Regions from separate parts of the Sus scrofa genome. Here region 2 is linked to region 1. Evidence: chromatin contacts called from public HiChIP or PLAC-seq data. All regions are on one chromosome and are shown on one strand. The core of a region is the stretch at or near the end of the contact, and the rest is flanking DNA. Distances in the headings are between cores, read along the strand shown. Region 1 has its middle 54 kb from the start of EPCAM. Region 2 overlaps TTC7A (tetratricopeptide repeat protein 7A).

Region 1 (5,558 bases), core at 1,691-4,190:
GCAAGAAATGGAAGCTGGTGAGAATGTCCACAGATCTGGTGATGGTGGGCTTAGCATCATCTCAGTATGTGAGCCCAGATCACCCTCAGAAAAGACAGGAGAAGCAGAACTCACTTCTTTCTGCGAGCTCACCCCAAGGCTGCCATTGCAAATACAATGCAGATTATACTCTGCAGTCTGTTACCTGGCACTGATGTACCTGCCTAATCTCCTACTTTATTTCTCATGGCTGTGCTGTGGGACCTCAAGCCAAGCCGAAGCAACTAGGCACTCTACAAACAACTCTCGGGCATCTTCCTGCCTCCACATCCTGTGTATGCGCATACATTCCTGGCCGAATGTCCTGACCTCTTCTCTTCCCACCCAGTTCTTTTTTTTTTTTTTTTTGCCTTTTTTCTAGGGCTGCCTCCGCGGCATATGGAGGTTCCCAGGCTAGGGGTCAAATCGGAGCTGTAGCCGCCGGCCTACACCACAGCCACAGCAACGCAGGATCCGAGGCGCATCTGCAACCTATGACACAGCTCACGGCAACGCCAGATCCTTAACCCACTGAGCAAGGCCAGGGATCGAACCTGCAACCTCATGGTTCCTAGTCGGATTCGTTAACTACGGTGCCACGATGGGAACTCCTTCCCACCCAATTCTGAAGGCCCTGTTCTTCATCTTCCATGAAGGCTCTTTTAATGATTCCTGCTCGAAAGATCTTTGTCCCCCTCTGATATCTGCAGCCACTTACCAGCAGTAACCAGATGAGTGGCTCTGTTTTAGGACATGCCTTACTTGCCTTTCCCTTAAGGTTGTAAATACCTGAAGAACTAGGGTCGGAGTCTTGAGTAATAATAATGATAATAAGTGATGGTTAATATCTGTTGGGCATTTTTTTTTTTTAGGGCCACACCCACAGCACATGGAAGTTCCCAGACTAGGGGGTCTAATCAGAGCCACAGCTGCCAGCCCACTGCACAGCCACAGCAACACCAGATCCAAGCCGCAGTTTATGGCAACGCGGGATCCTTAACCCACTGAGCAAAGCCAGGGATCAAACCCACATCCTCATGGATACTAGTCGGGTTTGTAACTTGCTGAGCCACAATAGGAACTCCAGGCACCATGCTAAGCATTTTACATTGAAACCTCACAACAAGTCTCGGAAGTGATTTCCATTTTATAGGTGAGAAAACCAAGGCAAAGAGAGACCTGGTCCAGTCACACAGCCAAGGTGGCTTGAAAGCCAGGCAGTCTGAGCACAGAATCTAATCCCTTCCCACCCAACCCTGGGCAGTTGCCTGCCTCTCCTACAGTGATAGTTCCTTCCCTAACACTATCTTGGTGCTGTGAACTTGGTAGACTAATTACACATTTAATTATATGTCAACTACTTGAGTTTTTTTTCTGGAGCATGCAACAGGGTGTGAGGCACATTATAGTGATTTAATCGAGCTTTAAAACTTAGGAGTTCCCTTCATGGCTCAGCGGTTATGAACCTGACTAGTATCCATGACTATGCTGGCCTTGCTCAGTGGGTTAAGGATCCAGGATTTTCATGAGCTGTGGTGTAGTTTGCAGATGCAACTTGGATCTGGAGTTGCTATGGCTGTGGCTTAGGTGGCAGCTGCAGCTCCTATTTGGCCCCTAGCATGGGATCTTTCATATGCCACAGGTACAGCCCTAAAAAGACAAAAGTAAAAATAAAAAATAAAAAAATAAAAATTAGGAGTTCCCATCATGGCTCAGCAGAAACCAATCTGACTAGTATCCTTGAGGATGCAGGTTTGATCCTTGGCCTCCATCAATGGGTTAAAGATCCAGCATTGATGTGGACTGTGGTGTAGGTCGCAGATGCCACTCGGATCCCACATTGCTGTGGCTGTGGCATGTGTAGGCTGGTGGCTACAGCTCCCATTCAACCCCTAGACTGGGAACCTCCATATGCTGCGGGTGTGGCCCTAAAAAGACAAAAGATAAAATAAATAAATAAATAGAAGTAAAACTTAAGGCCCTGCACCTGTTCAGCTGATCCTTGCAGAGCCAGCGAGGCCCCTTCCTCCGTCTCCCACCCCCTCCTCAGCACCTGCAGCCCAGGGCTGCGCCCCCCAAAGGCTGCTCTGTAAGTAGACATCAGCTTTCTTCTGTCTCCAGCACCCCTTGTGCAGCGGAAGATAATGGATCTGGAAGACCATCCCCATGGGACACAAGAGAATCCCCCCTACCCCGCCATTTCTATCAACCTTATCTGCTCATGTGGGGCTCTCATCTCCAAGAGGCAATTTAATCCCCCTCCTGGAACTCAAAAGTCACATACCCATTCCCCAGGGAGCTGAGGTATTAAGAAAGGCCAGCGTTTAGGATTACTCTTCGATAAGAGTCTTGTTTAGACAAGATCGCGTATAAAAACTGGCCTGATCCCCACACCCCGGCTCTCCTTTCTTCCTCTCTTGCTTGGAAGATTGCAAGATTGTGCAATCCGCCCCAGAGACCTGGGCAATTTGCTTTCGAACATGCAAACCTGTTTCCCAGCCTTCAGGGTCGCCCTCCCCCGGGGCCTCCCTCCTCCCTCCCTGGGAGTAGCCGCTTGGGGCTCCCCTGGGGTTGACAGCTCAGATCTGTTTCTGGGCACTTCCTCCTGCTACTTGCTCATTTACATTTTGAAACTAGAGCAAAGTTCAGCCATGGTTGGCTTCCTGCACCCTAGGAGCTGCCCGATCCTGGTTAGAAAAAGCAGACAATAGCAACCTGGGAAACTGCACAGTATTTTGGCAGCAGGTTTCTTTGTGTTAAGTCTCTGGTTCTGCAATGGTGGAAACACCCAGGGATGTAAATAGCAATGAGAAAAGGCCACTTGTGCCACTCTTAGGTTTTGTGGTGGCAGGTTCTTTCCCCCATCCCCCAAAGGGTAGGTTGTATTTTTATTTTGCTTGGTTTAAACCGGAGATAAAAGTGTCCACACCCCGTGTTGAGGCCCTGGGGCCCTCCCCACAAGCTGTGAGAGTTCCTTCCTTCCCCCTCGCGCCCTGGCTCTTCTGTCTCAGCACTGTCCTCTCCCAGGCTCCCCGCCACCCCCTCTTTTTTTTAACCCCCTTCATTTTTGGCCGCCCCACAGCATATGGAGCTCCTGGACCAGGGATTAGACTGCGCCTCAGTCAAGACCTAAGCCACAGCATCCTTGACACACTGTGCTGGGGCCAGAAATCGAATCCAAGACGCCGCCCACCCAGTTGTGCCACAGCAGGCATTCCCCGGGGCCCATTCTGAAGACCAGTCACCCCAGCTGCAAAGCAGGGGTAACACCATTGCAGCCTCAGGAGTTGGGAGGGTTGAGGGAGGCAGCAAAGCTCCATGCCTGACGCCCAGCCTGGCTCGACAGGCCCGCAGCACCTCGGCTCAGCCATGCTTAGGGTGTGTTGTTGCAGGTCACAGGTTACTTGGATCCACGCTGTGCTGTGCAGGTGGGGGGGGGCATCTCTGGGGCCTCCCTTCCACACGGGTACACAGCAGGCTGCCCCAGAGGCTGGGCCGGGCCCAGGAGTTTCTGGTGGAAGCAGAGGCTTCCTAGTCTGAGCCCCGTCTGCCGGATTCCAGGCCAGGCCCAACAGCCCTTCAGTACAGAACTTTTTGTACATTCCACAGCAGCTGAAAGGGCTTTTGTCCCCACTCAGGAAGGACAAATGACAAAGGCAATTGTGTGTCTCCTCGCAGACCCACACAGCTTGGGAAGAGAAACTTCTTCAAGAGGCCAGCGCTGCCACAAATGTGATCACACAGCCTCGCAAGTGGGGAGCAGGGTGGGGTCTGGCTTCCCACGAGTGTGGCAGGGTGCACATGACGCAGACACACAAACCCGGAAACTGCTCCTGGTTAGACCAGCAGGCCCGTGAGCTGCAGATGCCACAGCTGCAAGGGGGCCTCGGGAAGGGCATCCCCCACCTGCCAGGAGCTTGCAACTTGATTATGACCCTTTGCCAGGCGGGGCCACAAAGACCACAACTTGTCACAGGAAACACAGTTCTTTCCACACGGGCCATTCTCATGAAGACCATTAGGCTGTGCCAGAGAATGATCAATGGAATTCTGTCCTGGGGTCCCTTCCAATGCATAATTATTTATGGCCTATGGAGGAGGTTGAAACTCTAGACAGCCCATGTGAAATCCATCACTTGTAAGGACGAATTCTAATTGAGAGGAGGTGGATCTCTCTTTTAGCCATTTTCTTTCTCCTTCTTAACCCCTTTCTCCTGTCACTGCCATAATAGGAGAGCTAAGGTGTGGAGGGTTTTAAATTTTTTCGTTAAAGGAGAAAGCTTTTCTTAGCAAAGGAAATGATGATGCATCATTTTATTGCCCCTTGAATGGAGTCACCTGACCTGTTGTCCTGGCAAATGTGGCTGCCAGAATGTTCGGCGCTGGGTTGGGGGATCAGTTATAACCACTAACTCACCCCAGCTGCGTCCGGTGCTCCTAGCAGGTGTCTGCCCTGGTGTTTGCTTCCAGGTTTTGTGTCTTGCTGTCCCCCAAATTTAAATACCATAAGCAATCTTGGTGCCGTGCAAGAAACTTTCATCAATTTGGACAGGTCGGGAAGCCTCAGGAGTATTTCTGGCTCTACCTGAATAACCAGTTCCATCTTGAGCAGGATGTCCCCTCTCTCTAGGCCCGGATTTCCTCATTTGAGAAACATGAGGATTGACCTGTTCATGTCTCTCAAGTGTGCCTGTTCTAGAATCACCTGGGACTCTCCTACAGATTTCTAGGCCCCTTCCCTGGATTTGAGGTGAGGGGGAGGCTAGAATTTATCCTTTTTTTTTTTTTTTTTTTTTTGGCTTTTTGCCATTTCTAGGGCCGCTCCTGTGGCATATGGAGGTTCCCAGGCTAGGGGTCCAATCGGAGCTGTAGCCACCGTCCTACACCAGAGCCACAGCAACGTGGGATCCGAGCCGCATCTGCAACCTCCACCACAGCTCACAGCAACACCAGATCCCTAACCCACTGAGCAAGGGCAGGAATCGAACCCGCAACCTCATGGTTCCTAGTCGGATTCCTTAACCACTGAGCCATGACAGGAACTCCCAATCCTTTTTTTTTTTTTTTTTTTTTTTTTTTAAGGCCACATCTGTGGCATATGGAAGTTCCCAGGCTAGGGGGTTCAATCAGAGCTGTAACTGCTGGCCTACACCACAGCCATAGAAACACCAGATCTGAGTGGCGTCTGCGACCTACACCACAGCTACAGCAATGCCAGATTCTTCACCCACTGAGTGGGGCCAGGGATTGAACCTGCATCCTCAAGGATACTAGTTGGGTTTGTGACCGCTGAGCCACAACAGGAACTCCTGACTCTGTCTCTTTAAATCAAGCTCCTGTCAAGTCTGGAAAACACGGACACCAGATGGTTGCTAAGGTCCAGTGCTATGCTATGATCTGTAAATTTAGATAAATAATTCTTCAGAAACAAGGTGAGATATGATAACAGTTTTGAAATGACATGTCTTGTATTTACTGAATAGCATTTTTTTTTTTTTTGGTCTTTTTGCTATTTCTTGGGCCCCTCCCTCAGCATATGG
Region 2 (5,558 bases), core at 1,823-4,322, 220 kb before region 1:
TCACAGACTAGATCAGAGCCATGGGTGAGCACGGTTCGCTTAATTTAGCCCCAGAATCAAGGGTCGGAAAGACTCATGCGTCTGGAGGGTGCAGAAGGCCAGTGCAAACCCCAAAAGGCCAGCACACCCTTCTCCCTTTGGGCTCTGCCTCCTGCTCAGAGAGGAGCCTCTACTACGGGGTCCCCTTCTCGGTGCCTGTCACAAGCTGTTCACTTCCAGAATCCAAAGTCCAGAGGCCTCGCCACAGCCACCAGACCTGGCCCTGTGGGCCCAGCCATGTTCCACGGGGGCAGAGCCCCCTGCCTAGAGGTGGGACTGGCAAAGGAACCCCCCCCCCCAGCTCCACCCCGGGCTGTGACTCGCCCCCTCACCAAGCCTGTGCTTGTCTTCGAGCCTGGCTGTGACCCTCTGGGGACGGACACCACTCTTAGCCGAGGGGCCCACGGGTAGTTTCGACATCTCACCCATGGAGGCCCCAGGAGGAGGGAGGGACAGGGGTGAGCTCTGCCACATGAGAAGCACGGACACCTCTGCTGCCCCAGAAGACCCCCACCTAGCTGTCAGCTGGGTGTTGGGGTCCGGAAGGAGTCGTGCCCCTCCGCCCCTCCTCGGGAGATGGGACCAGCCTGTGGCCTTGGAGCTGCCCCAGCCGGGGGAGGGCAGTAGCTGGGTGTGGGCTAGGTTCTCAGCCTGGAGAGAGTCCTCTTTCCTGGTTGGGTTGGACAGGTTGAGGCTGACACGTTGGGGAGAAGCTGGAGTGCAAGGAGGGAGTCTGCACTGGCTGGAATGGGGGCCTCCCAGCACCCGGGATGGGTGAAGGGAGGGCGCCTTCCCTGGAGCAGCACGGGCTCCTGCCTGCAGCGCCACGGTCCCCAAGCAGGGGGCTCCAGGGACCAGGAGGCTCCAGCAGCCTCCAGCTGATTCCCGGCTTCGCAGCTGGAAAGGCTGTTACAGAATCCCAGGAATGTGCTTGGAGCTCAGAAAGAAAATTCCCAAAATAACTTCTATAAATACTCGAGGGTAGGGGTGGGGAGGGAGCTCGCAGCCTGGCACTAGGGGCAGCCCAGCCCCAAAAGAAGGCGGTGGCTCACCCAGCCAGGACCTTCGTGCTGCCGCACCCCTCTGGGGGGACAGTGTTAGCCACTGGGTGAGGTGGGGTGCAGTGGCAATTCTGAAAAGGGCGGGCGGGATCCTCCCTCCCCTTCGTCCCCATCCTGGCTGCCGCTCCTGACCCCACCCTGTCCTTCTGCAGAGAACCCGGCTTCCTAACAAAGACGGTCCCCTCACAGTCTCCCTGCAAACCCGAGACCAGACCCCAGCTGGGGTGGGGCTTCTCAGGTTGCCTGCCTTTGTGGCCCTACGAGGAGGTCACTAGGGACAGGTAAAGGCCGCTGGTGTGCCAGGTTTTGTATCCAGGACATCCCGCCACCCAGACCCTGTTGAGCTGCCGTTCTGTGGGGCTGGTAGTGCCAGGCCCCCTGCCTCAGCCTCAGGGGAGCGCGTCCAGGATGGCATCCTCGAGCCCCCAGTAACAGCACGATCTCAGGTGACCATGTGGGCAGAAGGGGCCGTCCTTGGGGAAGACTTCGGGAGGAGCAGGGTCCCAGGTAGAGGAGCGGTGGCCAGAGGCTCTGCCATCGCGGAGATCCAGGAAGGGAGGAAAGAGGGAATGATGAGGGCGGGAAGGCCTGGGAACTCCGTGGCCCTGCCCTCCCTGAGCGGCGCCCGTTATAGGCGTGATGCTCCGTCACCCTGAGCAGCATGCACGTCGTTCCCATCCCGGCGTGGGAGGCACAGCCGTGCCATCTCCCAGGTCAAGTGTCAGAAGCTGAAAGTCACTCAGCAGGTCTGGTCTCCTCTCTCAGCACAGGGTCGGGAGGGGTCAGCAGGGACATTGGGATGCAATCGAGATGCCGGTTCTGGGTTCCCACCTTCTCCCTGGAGACCTGTTCTCAGGGCAGCTGGGGGTCAGGGTGCCAAGAGGGTGCCGGACCGTGGGCCCTCGGCCCAGTGCCAAGCTGGGGGCAGAGCAGGTGAGACCTCGCATCTTCCTGGGGCGGGGCCCCGCCCAGTTGTCAGGCAGCAAACAGCTCGAGTTGCTACCAAACATGAACTGAACAGGCTGGTGTCTCGGGCAGGTGGCCGCAGATCCTGTTACAGGCCCTGGGCCTCCAGGCCCCAGCCTGACCCCGGTGTCTCCTTTCAGGCGCTAAGGTCAGCACCCCAGGGTTGGGAGGGGGGGACGTGATCCAACCCCAGGGGGAGCCTTGCCCTCTAAAGGAATCTGCTCTTCTGCACCCTCCTTGTCCCCCCTTCCCGCCACCCTGACCCTCTGTTCAGCTTGGGGACACTTCCATTTGCTGTCAGCCCCAACCTGCGCCTTGCTACCCAGTTTCAAATCCATCCTTGCAGAATCCCCACAGTAGCCTACAAAGGAGGACTGTTCGCTGCCCCAGATTACAGATGAGGAAACAGTGGCTCCGAGAAAATGGGCCACTTGCCCACGGTCACGGCCCTTGTCAGAGACAGAGCTGGGAGTCCAGCCCGGCCAGGTCTTCCAGCTCTGCAGCCCTGGGCTTTGTCCCTCTACACAGGACACACAGAGAAGCCTCCCCAAAACCTTCAGCACCGCGAGGAAAACCAACCCTCCGTCCCACCCCAAACATACCTGTGCCCTGTTCAGGCTGCAGATGCATCTGGGCCCCTTCCCAAACACCTACACACTTCTCAAGATCAGGGGTTTTTAAACTCATTTTTTAGCTGTAGAGCCCACTTTTCAAACAAAGTCTCCCATGGAAGCTCAATAGAGAAAACTTGGTGTGTAAAAACCACAGGGCCCCACCCCCGCTCTGGGAGGTGCTGCTGGCCTTCTCTGTCCGTCCTCGTTGCTCCCCCATGGGCAGCACTCACAGGGCTCAAACCTTCCATTTTTGGTGCTTAATTGTGGTGTCTGGCGGCCTGTCGTCTCGCCTTCCTGCCCTCCTCCCTGTGGGCCCTGTTCCATCATGAGCTGCTCAGGGTCCAGCTCCCAGGCCATGCGGGCAGAACAGCTTGGCCTGGAGCCCTGCCGGTCAGGCTGGGCACTGCCCTCCGGTCCCGGGCAGCCCTGAGTCAGCACCGCTCCTCTCTGGCCAGATCCAGGGGCTGTGCCTCAGCCTCCACCCTGCCCCTGGTTCCCCTGTGCGCCCCCATCCCTGCGGTTCCCTGAGGACGGCTTGGCCCTGCCTCGAACAGCTCCCCTTCCCTGCCCGGCCCCCTGGCCACCAAGACAGCCAGCCGGCACCTCCAGAGAGGGAGAGAGGGGCTTTTCTAGGGCTTCCTGAGCCCCATCTTTTACTCTTGCCTAATTGGTCGTGTTCCAGGCCCTCAGAGGACTTTATGAAATCAGCCATGTGCATCTTCCCCAGTGGGTCTCCATAGCAACGGAGGGCCTAACTCTGGGGAGTGCGGCGGGAGGAAAATGTTCCAGCTAAAAATGTACATGGCCATCCGTGGGCGGGCACCCGCGAGGGGGCTCCAGGCACATAGAAGGCAGCTCCTCAGCCCCCGCCTGTCCAGGAAGCCAGTGTGGTTCAGGCTTTATCTATGGCTTTGAACGAGAGGCTGGCCCCCGGCGCTGTGTGCTGCTCTGTGACACCTTTGAGGGCTGGAACACACTTGGATGGGTTGGTGCAAAGCAACCTTTCTGGGACTGGAGGTCACATGAGGACCCTGGCCCCCCACCTCCCCACATCCTCCTCAGTGTGGGTGGACGGGGACATCAAGGAACAGGGTGCCAGTTTCACTTCCCAACCCTTTTGGGACCAGTCCCATCACTTCCTCTATTGCTCAGGGTCGTTGGAGCCAAACAGCAGGGCCAAGCCTCCTGGGTGGTCCTGACCCCTCCGCAGAGGCCCTCCCCTCACCCAGCATCCATCCGTCCCTGTCTCTGGCCATCTGACTCTCTTCCTGCACCCCTCGCCTGCCAGGCCAGGCTGGGCTGGGTTTTAAGTCCCAGGAGGACAGGCCACTGCTGTAGGCACAGGACCTGTCCCTCCACCCTCAAGCCTGGAGTGTACCCTCCTCGGTCTCGAGTGTGCCTTGGGGAGAAGGGCGGTGCCACAGTGCAGCACAGGGACTCAGGGTCCACACCCATGACTTCGAGTTCACACATGCCAGGCATCATTCAAGTGCTTTGCCTGTACTGTCGTGTAAACGTCACAACCCTAAAGGTGGGCACGGTGGTCCTTCGCATTTACAAATGAGGAACCCAAGGGCCAGAGAGCGGTGACGTGCCCAGAGTCCCGCAGCTGTACTGGGGAGACCCAAAGCCAGGTCTGCTGAGTTGAAAGCCCATCCCCTGGGGCCAGGAGGGGCAGAGTTCCCACTGCAGGTGACCCAGGAGGCCGGGCTGGATGGAAGCCAGGCTGGGACAGACAGACAGGACTCACGTGGGTCACGACCTGTCACTTGACATCCCCAAGCCTGAGAGGCGGGCCCACCCTGGCTCGTGGCCACACGTGCTTCTGCTTCTTAGCCCATTGGACACCCCCGGCCCAGGGACAGCCTCACTCACCCCACCCTGTGCTTGCTCCCCAGGGGCTGATGCTGAGTCGGCTGGGCCGTAAGAGCCTGGCCCAGAAGGTGCTGCGGGACGCCGTGGAGAGGCAGAGCACCTGCCACGAGGCCTGGCAGGGCCTGGGCGAGGTGCTGCAGGCCCAGGGCCAGAGCGAGGCTGCCACCGACTGCTTCCTCACCGCCCTCGAGCTGGAGGCCAGCAGCCCAGTGCTGCCCTTCTCCATCATCCCCCGAGAACTCTGATGCCACGTGGCAGCAGCCGGAAGGGAGGGCGGGTGACAGGCAGGCCGCTAGAGCCCGGGTCAGGGGAGGTGCAGGGCCTCAGGGAAATACAGCTCTAGGGGACACTTCTGCTGGCTGCAGCCCTCCTTCTCCTCGCCTCCGCCACCTCGCCCCTACTTCTCCTCAGGCCCAGCTGGGACTGGGAGCTGCTCATCTGGAGCTGGGAGGACCAGATTTGCATCAGAAACAAATCCCTTGTTCCTTGGAACTCGGACATCGTGGCCTTTATGAGCACACAACTAGCTGGGAGGCCACATCAACGTGGGGACCTCTCTGCAGCGCATCCACATCAGCTAAGTGTGTGGTAAGGGTCTCCGAGGCTTGGGTACCTCCCCGCGCCCATCTGGAAGCCCCATACCTGTCCCTCTCCTGCAGCATCCCTGACCCTGGATTTTCCAACTTCGCACAAGCTATAGTCTCAAACCTCAGCTTCTGCCAACCAAAGAGGAGCCCGATGAGCTGCCCTGGGGCTGGGCCATGAGGGTTCCCCTGAGTTCCTTCCTCGACCCCTCGGGAGACAGTCTGCCTGAACCCTAAGCGACTTAGAGTCGTGGTGACTGGACTTATCTCCCAAGAACCCTGGTGGGGGAGCCTCACAGCTGTACTTCACTGCCCCCACCAGGCCTCTGGGCCCTGGGGAGCCCCATGGCCCTGGTCTCACAGCCTACCCCTCAGGTCCTGTCCAGGGCACTCCTGGCTTAAAGGAGTGGAAGGTGGAA

The links. HiChIP or PLAC-seq counts read pairs in DNA pulled down with a chosen protein or histone mark.
Region 2: a contact with region 1 is called in an H3K27ac HiChIP or PLAC-seq map of skeletal muscle. The contact joins two enhancer-like sites. A contact is called at or near these places in 1 of 47 Hi-C or Micro-C datasets (fetal heart ventricle) and 1 of 2 datasets of contacts at active chromatin or transcription factors (skeletal muscle).

The regions. Positions count from the first base shown.
Region 1 is chr3:93,236,098-93,241,655 of Sscrofa11.1, reverse strand. No RefSeq gene overlaps it. Among named protein-coding and RNA genes, the nearest start is that of EPCAM, 54 kb to the right of the region's middle. Within about 2 kb of position 2,940, at least 49 of the 83 cell types and tissues checked have an H3K27ac peak or open chromatin away from gene starts, as enhancers often do. A contact at or near this core is called in skeletal muscle, where this site is marked.
Region 2 is chr3:93,458,870-93,464,427 of Sscrofa11.1, reverse strand. It overlaps TTC7A (tetratricopeptide repeat protein 7A), which reads left to right. Exons shown (of 20, transcript XM_021087552.1): 20 at 4,579-5,558. The coding sequence ends at 4,800. Among named protein-coding and RNA genes, the nearest start is that of STPG4, 75 kb to the right of the region's middle. Within about 2 kb of position 3,072, at least 31 of the 83 cell types and tissues checked have an H3K27ac peak or open chromatin away from gene starts, as enhancers often do. A contact at or near this core is called in skeletal muscle, where this site is marked.